Regions from separate parts of the Sus scrofa genome. Here all the other regions are linked to region 2. The links are chromatin contacts, called in public HiChIP or PLAC-seq and promoter capture Hi-C maps. All regions are on one chromosome and are shown on one strand. The core of a region is the stretch at or near the end of the contact, and the rest is flanking DNA. Distances in the headings are between cores, read along the strand shown. Region 1 overlaps UBR4 (E3 ubiquitin-protein ligase UBR4). Region 2 holds the start of ALDH4A1 (aldehyde dehydrogenase 4 family member A1). Region 3 overlaps UBR4 (E3 ubiquitin-protein ligase UBR4).

What was found. Promoter capture Hi-C pulls out the DNA fragments that hold promoters and counts their contacts. HiChIP or PLAC-seq counts read pairs in DNA pulled down with a chosen protein or histone mark.
Region 1: a contact with region 2 is called in a promoter capture Hi-C map of fetal skeletal muscle, with 7 times the contacts expected there. The contact joins the enhancer-like site here to the promoter of ALDH4A1 in region 2. A contact is called at or near these places in 4 of 5 promoter capture datasets (fetal liver, fetal skeletal muscle and liver), 21 of 47 Hi-C or Micro-C datasets (alveolar macrophages, brain, embryonic fibroblasts and 14 more) and 2 of 2 datasets of contacts at active chromatin or transcription factors (alveolar macrophages and skeletal muscle).
Region 3: an H3K27ac HiChIP or PLAC-seq map of skeletal muscle shows a contact between it and region 2. The contact joins the enhancer-like site here to the promoter of ALDH4A1 in region 2. A contact is called at or near these places in 2 of 5 promoter capture datasets (fetal liver and liver), 7 of 47 Hi-C or Micro-C datasets (embryonic fibroblasts, epiblast stem cells, fetal liver and 3 more) and 2 of 2 datasets of contacts at active chromatin or transcription factors (alveolar macrophages and skeletal muscle).

Annotation. Positions count from the first base shown.
Region 1 is chr6:77,584,393-77,588,002 of Sscrofa11.1, forward strand. The region is part of intron 99 of UBR4 (E3 ubiquitin-protein ligase UBR4); the gene reads right to left. Among named protein-coding and RNA genes, the nearest start is that of UBR4, 120 kb to the right of the region's middle. Within about 2 kb of position 1,874, at least 13 of the 83 cell types and tissues checked have an H3K27ac peak or open chromatin away from gene starts, as enhancers often do. A contact at or near this core is called in fetal skeletal muscle, skeletal muscle and spleen, where this site is marked.
Region 2 is chr6:77,401,929-77,405,564 of Sscrofa11.1, forward strand. It overlaps ALDH4A1 (aldehyde dehydrogenase 4 family member A1), which reads right to left and starts at 2,087. Exons shown (of 16, transcript NM_001252213.1): 1 at 2,025-2,087. The coding sequence starts at 2,086.
Region 3 is chr6:77,566,216-77,570,327 of Sscrofa11.1, forward strand. UBR4 (E3 ubiquitin-protein ligase UBR4) reads right to left here. Exons shown (of 108, transcript XM_021095464.1): 108 at 2,194-2,576. The coding sequence ends at 2,512. Among named protein-coding and RNA genes, the nearest start is that of IFFO2, 110 kb to the left of the region's middle. Within about 2 kb of position 2,661, at least 9 of the 83 cell types and tissues checked have an H3K27ac peak or open chromatin away from gene starts, as enhancers often do. A contact at or near this core is called in skeletal muscle, where this site is marked.

The DNA.
Region 1 (3,610 bases), core at 624-3,123, 180 kb after region 2:
TCAACCTGGGGACTCTGGAGGTACACCACTACGTGGGAGTGGGATTAAGAAAAAATTTAACAACAACAACAAAAAAAAGAGATGTACACAAAAAACCGTGTACGTAAAAATGTTGGCAGCTGCTATACTATAGCAGCCCAACATCAGCGGGGTGGGAGAGCATCACAACACTAAAGGCAGGTGTGTGGTCTGAAAAAGCTCTCTGAGAAACCTGCACCGCCCCATCACGAGTGATTTCAGGATAATTCCTACACATTGACAACCAGAGGAAAACAACAAACCTACTTTCAATCTGAAAGCTCAGCACTCAACCCAGGTCACTCGCTAGCTCCTGAGTCTATTTCCACAGCAGGTACGCTTCCAGTTTGTAGCTCAGCAAAATGACAGGTTATCTCATGCCCATGCTCCCAACGCTGAACTCATAGTTCAACTGCCTGCTGAACGCCCCACAGGTTCCCCCAGACTCACACTCCAGTGTTCACTGAGCACATGTGTGCACACACGTGCATGTGCAGCTCCCAGCTTCCTGAAGTGTGCACTCTAGTTAGGAGGACAAACCACACACTGAGACCCCAACTCCACAGACTCCCTTGCACCTCACCCCCAAACTTCCTAGTTCCCACCCCTTTCAAAGGCACCAGCCACGGCCCTGTCACTCCATCCAGACGCTGAGCAGTGCTCTTGACTTATCCAGCTTCTTCACCCCCGTGTGCAATCAACTCCAAGTCCCACTCATCCCACCTCCCAGATCCCTGTCGAGGCCACTCACCAGAGTCCAGCTGCCAGGGCCTCTCCCCTGGATTATGACAAAAGCCTGCCAGCTGTTCCTCCTGCCTCTGCTCTCACCTCTCCAGTTCACCCTCCAGAGCATGGGCGGGGGCACTACCCTCAGGAGAAAACCCACATCCTCTCCTTGGAGAAGGTGATGTGGCCCCACGCCTGCATCTCCAGTGCCATTTCTGGCCATGCCTCACCTCCGAGGCAACTGTGTTCATTTCCGGAAATGCTTTCAGCTCTCTTGCCTCCAAGCCTTTGCAGGCACTATATTCTCCTCTTAGAATATAACCTCTTCCCTGTGACCCTGCCACATGGCACTTACCCCCGCTCTGCCATCACTATGTAGTTGGCTCTATCCGCCACCAGGCAGTAAGCTCCCAGCGGGCACAGACCATGACTGGCTCGCTCGCCAACCCTGCCTCAGCCTAGCCCAGCACGGGGAGCAACAGCCACTATGTAAGTAGGTGTTGAGAGAGAAGGGAAAGTCAGAAGTACCGAAGCCAAGTATCTCACTAGGTAAAGCCTTACTTTTGAAAAAGAGTTCCATTTGGTAACTAAGAACAAGCCTGGCATCTGCTGACCTGAGTTCTCAGCTCAAGGTGTTGCCAGTGACCAAATCACAATTGTGCCCCTTGATTTATCCACATTCAGAACAAAGACGTTGCAAGGAAGTAAGTGAAAAATCTTATGCAGGAAGAATTACCCCCCAAAATGTACTAATGATGACTCTCTCCGCTGAACTAACAAAAGCTGAGGACAATAGTTATTCAAGCAAGCTGTATGGCAGAATCTTTATTACAGCCAATGAACCACATTTTTGCAATGAGTTATCAGAGAAGATTACTAGATGAGAATGGGGGACTATATTTAGAATTGGCACTCTAAACAAACAAAAAATGCCGCTCTGAGGACTCTCAAAACTCAACATTAAACAAACATACACTGCTACTAGAGAACGGGAAAAAACTATGGACCTACACCTCACCGAAGAAGACAGGCAGGCAGACAAAGCCCATGAAAAGACGTGCAGCGTCGTCAGCCATTAGAGGAACACGACTGACACCAGGAGACACCACTCTACATCCACCGGCCTGGCGAAACAAACAAGAGAGACACCACCCACCGACTGCTGGCCAGCGTGCAGATGAAGTGGATCCCTCCCACACTGCTGCTGGGAATGTCACCCTGAAGACTTCTGGCAGCTTCTTCTAAGACAAAATAGCTCTCAGCGACTACACACGCCAGTAACTGCAGTCTTGGGCATTTATTCCAGAGAAATGAAAACTGATTCAAACACAGAAACCTGCACATGAACATTCATAGCAGCTTTATGGCATAACTGGCAATAACCCAGATGCTCTTTAATGGGTGATGGTTAAACAGGCGGGGGTGCAGCCCTACCGCGGACACAGCCCAGCAATAAGAAGGTACAAACTGCTGATACGGACAACAACCGGGATGAACTGCCAAAAACTTATGCTTACTCACTTATGAGTGAAAAAAACACCCAAACGTTACATGCTGCATGACTACTCCATTTAGTATATAACAATCTTGATGTGACAGAATTACAGGCAGGGACAGCAGATCAGTGGTGCCAGGGGTGAGTGGTGAGGGGGGGGGGGGGGTGTGGATGTGGCTATAAAAGGACAACAGGAGGCATCCCCGTGTGAGGAAACCACCCTGAGTCTGGACTGCATCCTTGTCAGTCTCCTGGCTCTGATAATCCCCTATCGTTCTACAAGATGTTACCACTGAGAGAAACTAAGGAATGTGTCCATACAATGTCTTTGTATTATTTCTTAGAAACTACATGTGAATCACAACTATCTCAAAATAAAAAGTTTAACTAAATAAACAAATCCAATATACCCATTAACAAAAGTTAAAAACCACACAATCGTCTCAATAGGTGCAGAAAAAGCATTTGAGAAAATTCAACATCCATTTATAATAAAAACTTATCAAAGTGGGTGTAGACAGAACATATCTCAACATAATAAAAGCCACTTATGACAGACCCACAGCCAATACAATACACAACAGAGAAAAGCTAAAAGTCTTCCCACCAAAATCTGGAACAAGGAGTTCCCGTCGTGGCGCAGTGGTTAACGAATCCGACTAGGAACCATGAGGTTGTGGGTTCAATCCCTGGCCTTGCTCAGTGGGTTAAGGATCCGGTGTTGCCGCGAGCTGTGGTGTAGGCTACAGACGCGGCTTGGATCCTGCGTTGCTGTGGCTCTGGTGTAGGCCGGTGGCTATAGCTCTGATTCGACTCCTAGCCTGGGAACCTCCATATGCCGCGGAAGCAGCCCAAGAAATGTCAAAAAGACAAAAAAAAAAAAAATAATAAAATCTGGAACAAGACAAGGATACCCACTCTCATCACTTTTATTATTGAAGGTCCTAGCCATAGCAATCAGAAAAAAAAGGAAGGAAGGAAGGAAGAGAGAGAGAGAGAGAGAGAGAGAGAGAGAGAGAGAGAGAGAGAGGAGAGGGAAAGACAGAAAGAAAGAAAGAAGGAAGGAAGGAAGGAAGGAAAGAAAGAAAGAAGGAAAGAAGGAAAGAAAGAAAAGGTTTCCAAATTGGAAGAGGTAAAATTGTCAGCTCTATGCAGATGACATGCATGTTACTATATACAGAAAACCCTAAAGACACCACATAAAAATTATTTGATCTGATCAACAAATTCAGCAAAGTAGCAGGATACAAGATTAACATTCAGAAATCATTTGCATTTCTATATACTAACAATAATATATTAGAAAAGGAATATAAAAAAATACCTTTTAAAATCACATTTAAAAAAAAGAAAGAAAAAAGAAAACCTAGG
Region 2 (3,636 bases), core at 837-3,336:
TTCCACTCGGGAGGTTTTGTAATGAAGAGTGAGTCTGGAGGCAGCTTTATATTTGTCTTAACTGGCAGGTAATTTTCCCATCTATAAAATGGTAAGAATACAGTGCTTATCAGCCTAGTGCCAAGCCTATAGTACTTGATTGCTTGGTAACAATTGCTGTTATGAGGTGGTTTTGGTTTTTTGTTTTTGTTTTTTGTCTTTTTAGGGCCACATCCACAGCATATGGAGGTCCCCAGGCTAGGAGTCAAATTGGAGCTGTAGCTGCTGTCCTGCACCACAGCCCCAGCAACTCCAGATCCTTAACCCACTGAGCGAGGCCAGGAATTGAACCTGCATCCTCATGGATGCTGGTCAGATTCATTTCCACTGAGCCATGACAGAAACTCCAGAGTTTTGGGGTGTTTTTTTGTTTTTTCCAGAATATGGATTTCTTTCTACCAGATATTAGAGGATTTTTTGAGTGTTTTGTTTGTTTGTTTGTTTGTTTTGCCTAAGGCTCTCTTCCCCATTAAACTGAAAACTCTTAGAGGGCCCCCATCCACAAGCAAATCCCCTGGGTACCCCTCCCTGCAATGTCTAGCACAGCACTTGCACACGTGGGTAATCAGTAAACACGTGAATCTAGGCAGCTTTCATCTAGGGTCTGAGATGGGTAGTCTCAGAGTCCAGGGAGAGGCCAACAAATGGGATCACGTTGGTGAGCGTGGCCCCTGGTCTTGGTTTGGAAGGGCCCTTCTCTTCCATGTCCCCTTCTCTACCCTGTCTTCCACCTCTCCCCACTCCCAGAGAATACGCTGCCCTGCTGAAACTCATCCATGCCCAGGGCACCACAGCACTATCCCTTGGGACACTGATTAACTCCGAACGGGCATGGCTGAGCCAGCAGGAGAGACAGGGCTGGCCACAGTCCTAGGGGTCGGGCAAACAAAACGCAAACTGGGGGCAGGAGCTGCCCAGCTCTGAAACAGAGACCAGCAGAAACTCGGGTCCAAAAGGGTGCATGCAGCCTCACCAGTCTATGGGCCTCTCTGGGGCAGGATCTGTGCTCTACCCATACCCTCCTCAAGACCAAGGGCAGAAAGGGGCTCTGAGAACAGGTATCACTGAGTGGGCAAGGGTCCAGGAACCCAACTCCACAGCGTGGGGATTTGCAAACCTGGATTTGTAGGGCAGCTCCACTCTGAAACTACACCCGGGTTTCTTCATCTGTAATTTGGAATAACAGCTACCCAGGAGAAGGTTAAACATGAGTGATAATAATGATCGTGGTTAATAGTAACTGGGCACTGCCTAGGTGCCAGGTACTGTTCACTGCACTTTACATGTACTAACGCATTTATTCACCATCACAGTAAGGCACATGCCCCAAGGACCTAGCACAGGTTTGGCATTCTATACACACCCCGTAAGTATTATTGTTCCACCTATCAGGAAAAAAATCCAAAAGGTCTCCTTTTCTTTCTCCCCAACACTTGACTTGAAAAAAAGGAGAAAAAGAAAAGCGAGAAATAGAAATGCTCGTAGACGGAGAAAGGACCCAAAGAAGCCCGAGGATGGGTCCTGAATGTAAGACAGAGGGTGCGGAGCTAAGAAGCGGGGTGTGCTAAAAATAGAGGTGCCCTCAGAGGAAGCCACAAAACTCCGGCCGTGTGCAAATTTCGAAGACCCAATACCAGGAGAAAGAAGAGTGACTGGAGGCTAAACTCTAAGCGAGGGAGCCACAAGAGCACCGAGCTACACCAACACGCTGCAAGACTCAGGAAGGGGATGCCCCTCGATGAAGGAAGGCGACCGCCTTTGGGAGACGGGGAGATCGCAGTGGGAGGAAGGCCTAGGCAGCGGTCGGACGGCACCTGAGGAAGTGTCACCCGCCGGAGGAGAGCCCCTGGGAAAACCGGCAAGGGTCTGGCAAGGAGGGAGTCCCGCACCGGGAGGCGCCCAGCGACCCCACCCCCCACCCCCACCCCGGGACCCTCGGCCATTAGGTGCCGCTAGGGTTTTCCCCAGGCCCGGTGCTCACTCACCCGGCCGCCCTCCAGGGGCGAGCCAACAGGGCACGGCGGAGCGCGGGCAGCGACAGCAGCATCTCGAGCTCAAGGCGCGGCTGCTCGCTGGACCGTTCGCCCCCGGAGCTGAGAGAAGGCGCGGCCCCGCCCGGAGCGCACCACCTCGAACATAGGGGAGAACCTATCACTCCGGCCGTCCTCAAAGTAGAGCTCTACAGAAATATCTCTATATTTACCTTCTACTAACAAAATAATTCTCTTTTCATGGCATTATAAAGAGTATTATATGACAAAGAACAAAATAACTCAAAAGAGAATCCTTGAAATGTTCATATTTCCCCCTCCCCTCTTTATGGTTTGACCCAGCCGGCCTCCAAAAGGGCCGAGGGCCAGAGGGAGTGAGCTCCACCGACCAATCAGAGTGACACATGGGAGCTCCTGGACCAATCAGAGGTGTGGTCATGTTGCAGCCTTCTTAGGCCGGGATAGAGGGGCTGAAACAGCCAATGAAAAAGCGGGAGTGGAGCACGTGTGAGGCGGAGCGGAAGGACCGCGGGTCTGTGGGTCAGGTGCTGCTTGAGTCCCGGCCCCACCACTCTAGCTGCCCTTGATTTGTGGACGATAGACTCTTGACCCTGCAAGGCCACTCTGCAGCCAGCCCCCTGCCTCTACTCAGAGGCTGCAGCCCCTGGAATGAGCCTGCTGTCCCTAGTTCTGGCTTCCTGGCTGGCACCCAGCCGCCCTCTCTCTCCATCTCCGGGCCTGTAGCGGGGCCACCCAAAAAGCTTCCTGTGGCCTAAAGCTTAGATAAATCGGCCTGCTTCGTTGCAGATTACGATCAAAAGAAGATAAAACCCGAGCCATCCTATGCTCAGGCTGTCCTTCAAAGCCTTTATTTTTGCAACCTAGAGCACAATTTCAATTTTTCTCTTGGAGAAGTTGTTTGCCTGATGAACGTTATTTATTTATTCACTTAGGTCTTTTTTATGGCTACACTCGCGGCATGTGGAAGTTCCCTGGCTAGGGGTCTAATCAGAGCTGCAGCTGCCGGCCTACTACCCCACAGCCACAGCAACGTGGGATCGGAGCTGCACCTACGACCTGCACCACTGCTCACAGCAACGCTGGATCCTTAACCCACTGAGCGAGGCCAGGGATCCAATCTGCATCCTCATGGATACTGGTCGGGCTCCTTACCGCTGAGCCACAACGGGAACTTCCGTGATGAACGTTATTTAATACTGGGATTCTGAAGTCTTCCTGAGGACAGAATCTTAAGGGCGCATTCTATTCCTAAAGTGCTGTTATGGTTTTTCTAATGCATTCTTCTAATGTATCTGTTTAAATGTTTTCCAGCAGAGTGTACCCAGAACCCGCTGAGGAGTCATTAGAGTTCCAAAGCTCATGGTAGTTTATCCCTGTCATTGGCAAAAGACATAACCTTACTGAGCCTGTTTCCATGTCTATAAAATGGGGGTAATAATATCCACCTTAGGATGCCCTCATTATTTCATGCTACTCCTCTTTCTTCAGAAAGTCACACTCTTTCAGGCACTTTGGGGAACTTAGAGTGGGGAAGGGGAAAAAGAAAGAACAATCGTCCCTCAGTGTCCGTGGGAGACTGGTTCCA
Region 3 (4,112 bases), core at 1,411-3,910, 160 kb after region 2:
AGGTCTGATGTGATAGGGCTGGGGCCGAAATTCTCTGAGGACTTCGAAAGAAAATCAGAAACTGGAAGGGCAGAGAGAAAGAGCTGAACACCTTGTAACGAGGTCTGGAGACCCCAGCCCTGCAGGCCCAAGGAACCAAGGCGAGGTCAAGCTTCGGAAGGCGCCGGAACAACTGGCGATGCCCCAAGGTGTTGGCGTGAGCGCAGCTCAGTCTCCAGGGGCAGCCGGCACCGGGTACGTAGAAGCCTGTCTCCCTGCCCCTGGCCCCACTCTCCCTTCCAGCGTCGATGTCCCAGATGAGGCGGTTTCAGTTTACTCCGTGCTAGGGTGTTACATGGTAGCAACGCCACATGCTGATGTGGGCCCGGAATGCCTCTCGGAGACGCAGGGGACGGACCTATGAGAGGGAATGAACTTGCTGTGCTGGTTTGAGACGTGAGTGTCCCTGAGACCAGGGTCTGCCATCCGTCCTCAAAGCTGGATGTACTGGACCTCACCCGAGATGTGGTGCTTCATTTAAACAGAGCCCCAATCCTGCAAACTGCAGATGAATTCATCCGTGAGAAGAGAGGCATCTCCTTACTACACGGCAGGCAATGAACTCCTGAAACTCACCACCTTCGCACCCAGTAGGTGTCCACACTCCCCTCCTGAGGGGACGAGGCTGCACACAAAGCGTGGGGGCTGGGCTGACTGAGGACTGGATGTGCCCCTCCCTCAAGCCAGTCAGTCCTTCAGAAACCGGTTACCCACCGCCACCACCAAGCACTCAGCGAACCCACCTTCTTTCCGCCAGGGCCCCCAGCTGGGCTCTTGCAACCATGTGCCTCTCTCTCTCTGGCTAAGCCCTGACCAGGACACTCACGCCTGCCTGTGGCTGCCTGGTTAGTGGCTCTGGGGAAGGTACACGAGGTCCTGGCTCTGGATGTCGTCTAAAGGGACCTGGAGGCACCTTCTGTCCTAAATGGTCTGGCCTGAGGAGTGAGCCACATAAATTGAACATCAAGATACAGGAGGCTGTCACTCCAAGAGCAGTTGGCAGAGCGGCCCAGAGGGATCTCAAAGAGATGGCCATTAGCAAGCTCTTTGCCTCCAACCAAGGCCACGTCTGGATCAGCCTTGCCCTCAACCTGCAGAGAAGCTCTAAGGAGTCTCCTGTCTCTCTGAGAGGGCTGCTGCCCACAAATGCGGGGAAGCAGGTCTCAAGGCTCCAGAGGCAGCTGCCAACTGTGGTTCAGGACATGGCCTCGGAAGCACAAAACCTCAGCTCTGGCAGCTACTGGCTGGGTGGCCTTGAGGTGTGATACCGGCTCAGAACTAGCTCCCCTTAAAAATAATTTTTAGGGGTTCCCGTCGTGGCACAGTGGTTTAACGAATCCGACTAGGAACCATGAGGTTGCGGGTTCGATCCCTGCCTCGCTCAGTGGGTTAACGATCCAGTGTTGCCATGAGCTGTGGTGTAGGTCGCAGATGCGGCTCGGATCCTGCGTTGCTGTGGCTCTGGCATAGGCTGGCAGCTATAGCTCCGATTAGACTCCTAGCCTGGAAGCCTCCATATGCCGCGGAGCGGCCCAAGAAATGGGAAAAAAAATAAAATAATAATAATTTTTATTTTGGTTGTACCCGTGGCATGTAGAAGTTCCTGGGCCAGGGATCAAACCTGCACCATAGCAGTGACCAGAGCTACTGCAGTGACAACACCCGATCTTTAACCTGCTGTGCCACAAGTGAACTCCCAGAGGCCCTTATTTTGTAGGCAAGGCTGTTAGAAAGACTAGAAATCACACACACACAGAGAAGGCACTCAAGAAAGGGAAGCTACTGGGAGAGGTCGTCAAAGCATTTCCGACAGGAAGCTAGCAGGGTTTGTCAAACGCCTCTGCCGTGGGAACACTAGCGTCCAACTGCACTGAGCTGAGGACTAGAAATAGAAAATCACTGACTCCACATGACTTTGGGCGCTAGTTCTTAAGGCCAAAAAAGAGGAGCCAAGGTGTTTGTTTCAAGAAAGATCACAGCCGTCAAACGCAATGCCCCAACTTGCTGGCCAAGAACAGACAGGCTCCATTTGGCGCTAAGAAGAGACAGTGACTATGATACACGCTGTCCTCCTTGCTGATGCCAGAAGGGCTGTGCAGGAAAGGCACTTGGCCAGTGCCACTACGGAGGGTTTAAGCACAGGCAACACATTCCTTTTCGATGTGTATTAAGTCATTCGTTTATTTCTCAGGATGGGCACACTCAAGTATTAAGTCGGCCAGGACAACTCATGGCTCCCAGGTATGTACAGATCCTTTGACGGCTTGGGTCACAGACAACTTCATAGCTAGTGCACCACACACACGAGATAAACAGGAGGCCTAAAAGCCCCAAGCCACTCCAAGAAGAAGGGGGAGGGGGAGGAGCAGTGTTGCAGCACCCCGTGGGGGAGTCAACGCACGGGAGGGAGACACAGAAGGATGGAAGGCCAGCTAGCGTCAATCTCCGTCGGCCGCAGATTCCGCATGGTGCTCAGGGCACTGAGTTCAGCAGATCCTTCAGGAAGCTCTCTGGATCGGTGATTTCTGCTAAGAGACCTGGAAACAGGCAGAGGCTGGTCAGCAGCGGCAGGCAGGCCCCCAGCCCCGAGTCACGAATACTGCATCCATGTAGGGAACGCGCTGTGCCCTGACAAGCCCTGACACAGCTGCTCACTGGAGGCGGGCCATGACTGGGGAGACAGTCAGCCTGCAAACATTCTCGTCCTGCAAGGAGGGTCCTGCTCTGGAACCAGGCCCTGCTGTTCGTTTAAAGGCATTAAAGTCACTGAGGCTGGTCTTACCACCTCCCTGGAGCGGTCTTTGCAGGGGTCCTGTAACTCCACTGACATGGAGTATAACATGGACAGGGGCTCCTGCAGACGGAGTGTCCACAGCCTTCAGCACATTTGCAGAGTGACCGGGGGCCAAAGACAGGCTAATCCTAATGGCACTGCCCTGGAGGGCTGGGAGGACAGGGTAGGCTGGGCTGGGAGGACAGGGCAGGCTGGCAGGACCCTGGCTCAGCTGACTTTCGATCCAACCCCTAGCCCAGGGCCTGCAGCAAGCTGCCAGAGTCAGGAGTGCTGTCTCCTCCGCTGGCAAACGGAGACAGTGACAAGTCTTCACGCTCCCCTGCTCTGGGGCAGATGCGAAGCCCTGAACCAAGGTGAGTATCTTCCTTGCCCTGCCCGCCTCCTCCTCCTCCTCCTCGGACTCTGACATTCATATGGACAGTCTCTGTAGATAGTCAGACCCCCAGGGGACGGGCAAGGCGCTGGGCCAGGAGACACAAGTGCACAGGCTACCTGCCCTTGGTCAGGGGTCATGGCTGAAGAAAATAAGGATATAGGTGAGGTAAGATGTCTAGACTGGAAAGACACCGTGGAGCATCCAGGGAAGTTAACAAAGCAACGGGGGTGGGCAGTGCTAACACCTGACCCCAGATAACGGGGGAGGCACCAGGCCAGCAAAGGCCCATCCAGCACAGCTTCCAGGGAGGCCATTGTAACAAACAGCCAAACTAGAAGGCAGGCTCAGGGCTTCTGGGGAAACTCCACCCGCTGGTGCTGAGCCGGGAGGGAAGAAGAATTCCCAGAGAGCATCCCTCCAGACATCTGAGGGTCTAGCTCCCAGAGGACCGCCTGAAAGCGTTAGTGGAGGCCTTCCCTTGATGGTGGATCTGGGAAGACCTTTTCCTGCTCTTAGATGTCAGACTAAGAGCGGCGGGGGGAGGAAACCAGCTCACAGAAGAGTGAGGCAGGTAGCTCCCCGGCTCTGGCTCTGGGAGCCCGACCTTGGAAAGGATGGCAGCAATGGGGGCTGATTGCCACGGCACCCACAGCCTGGGAGGACGCGGGATTTTCATCCTGGGTGGATTTTCCTAGCACTGGCCCAAGTCACCTCCCCCTGCTGTCATCTGATGCTTGGTTATGAAATCCAAACAAAATTTAATGTGCTTGCAATTTGGATGACAAATCTGCTGTGCAGAGCACCTGGACACAGCAGAGAACAATGAGCTGCACATTTACTGGCTATCAGGGCTGAGCAACCGTCTGAGGACGTCTCACGGGACAGCGTTCAGGGTGCTGCCCC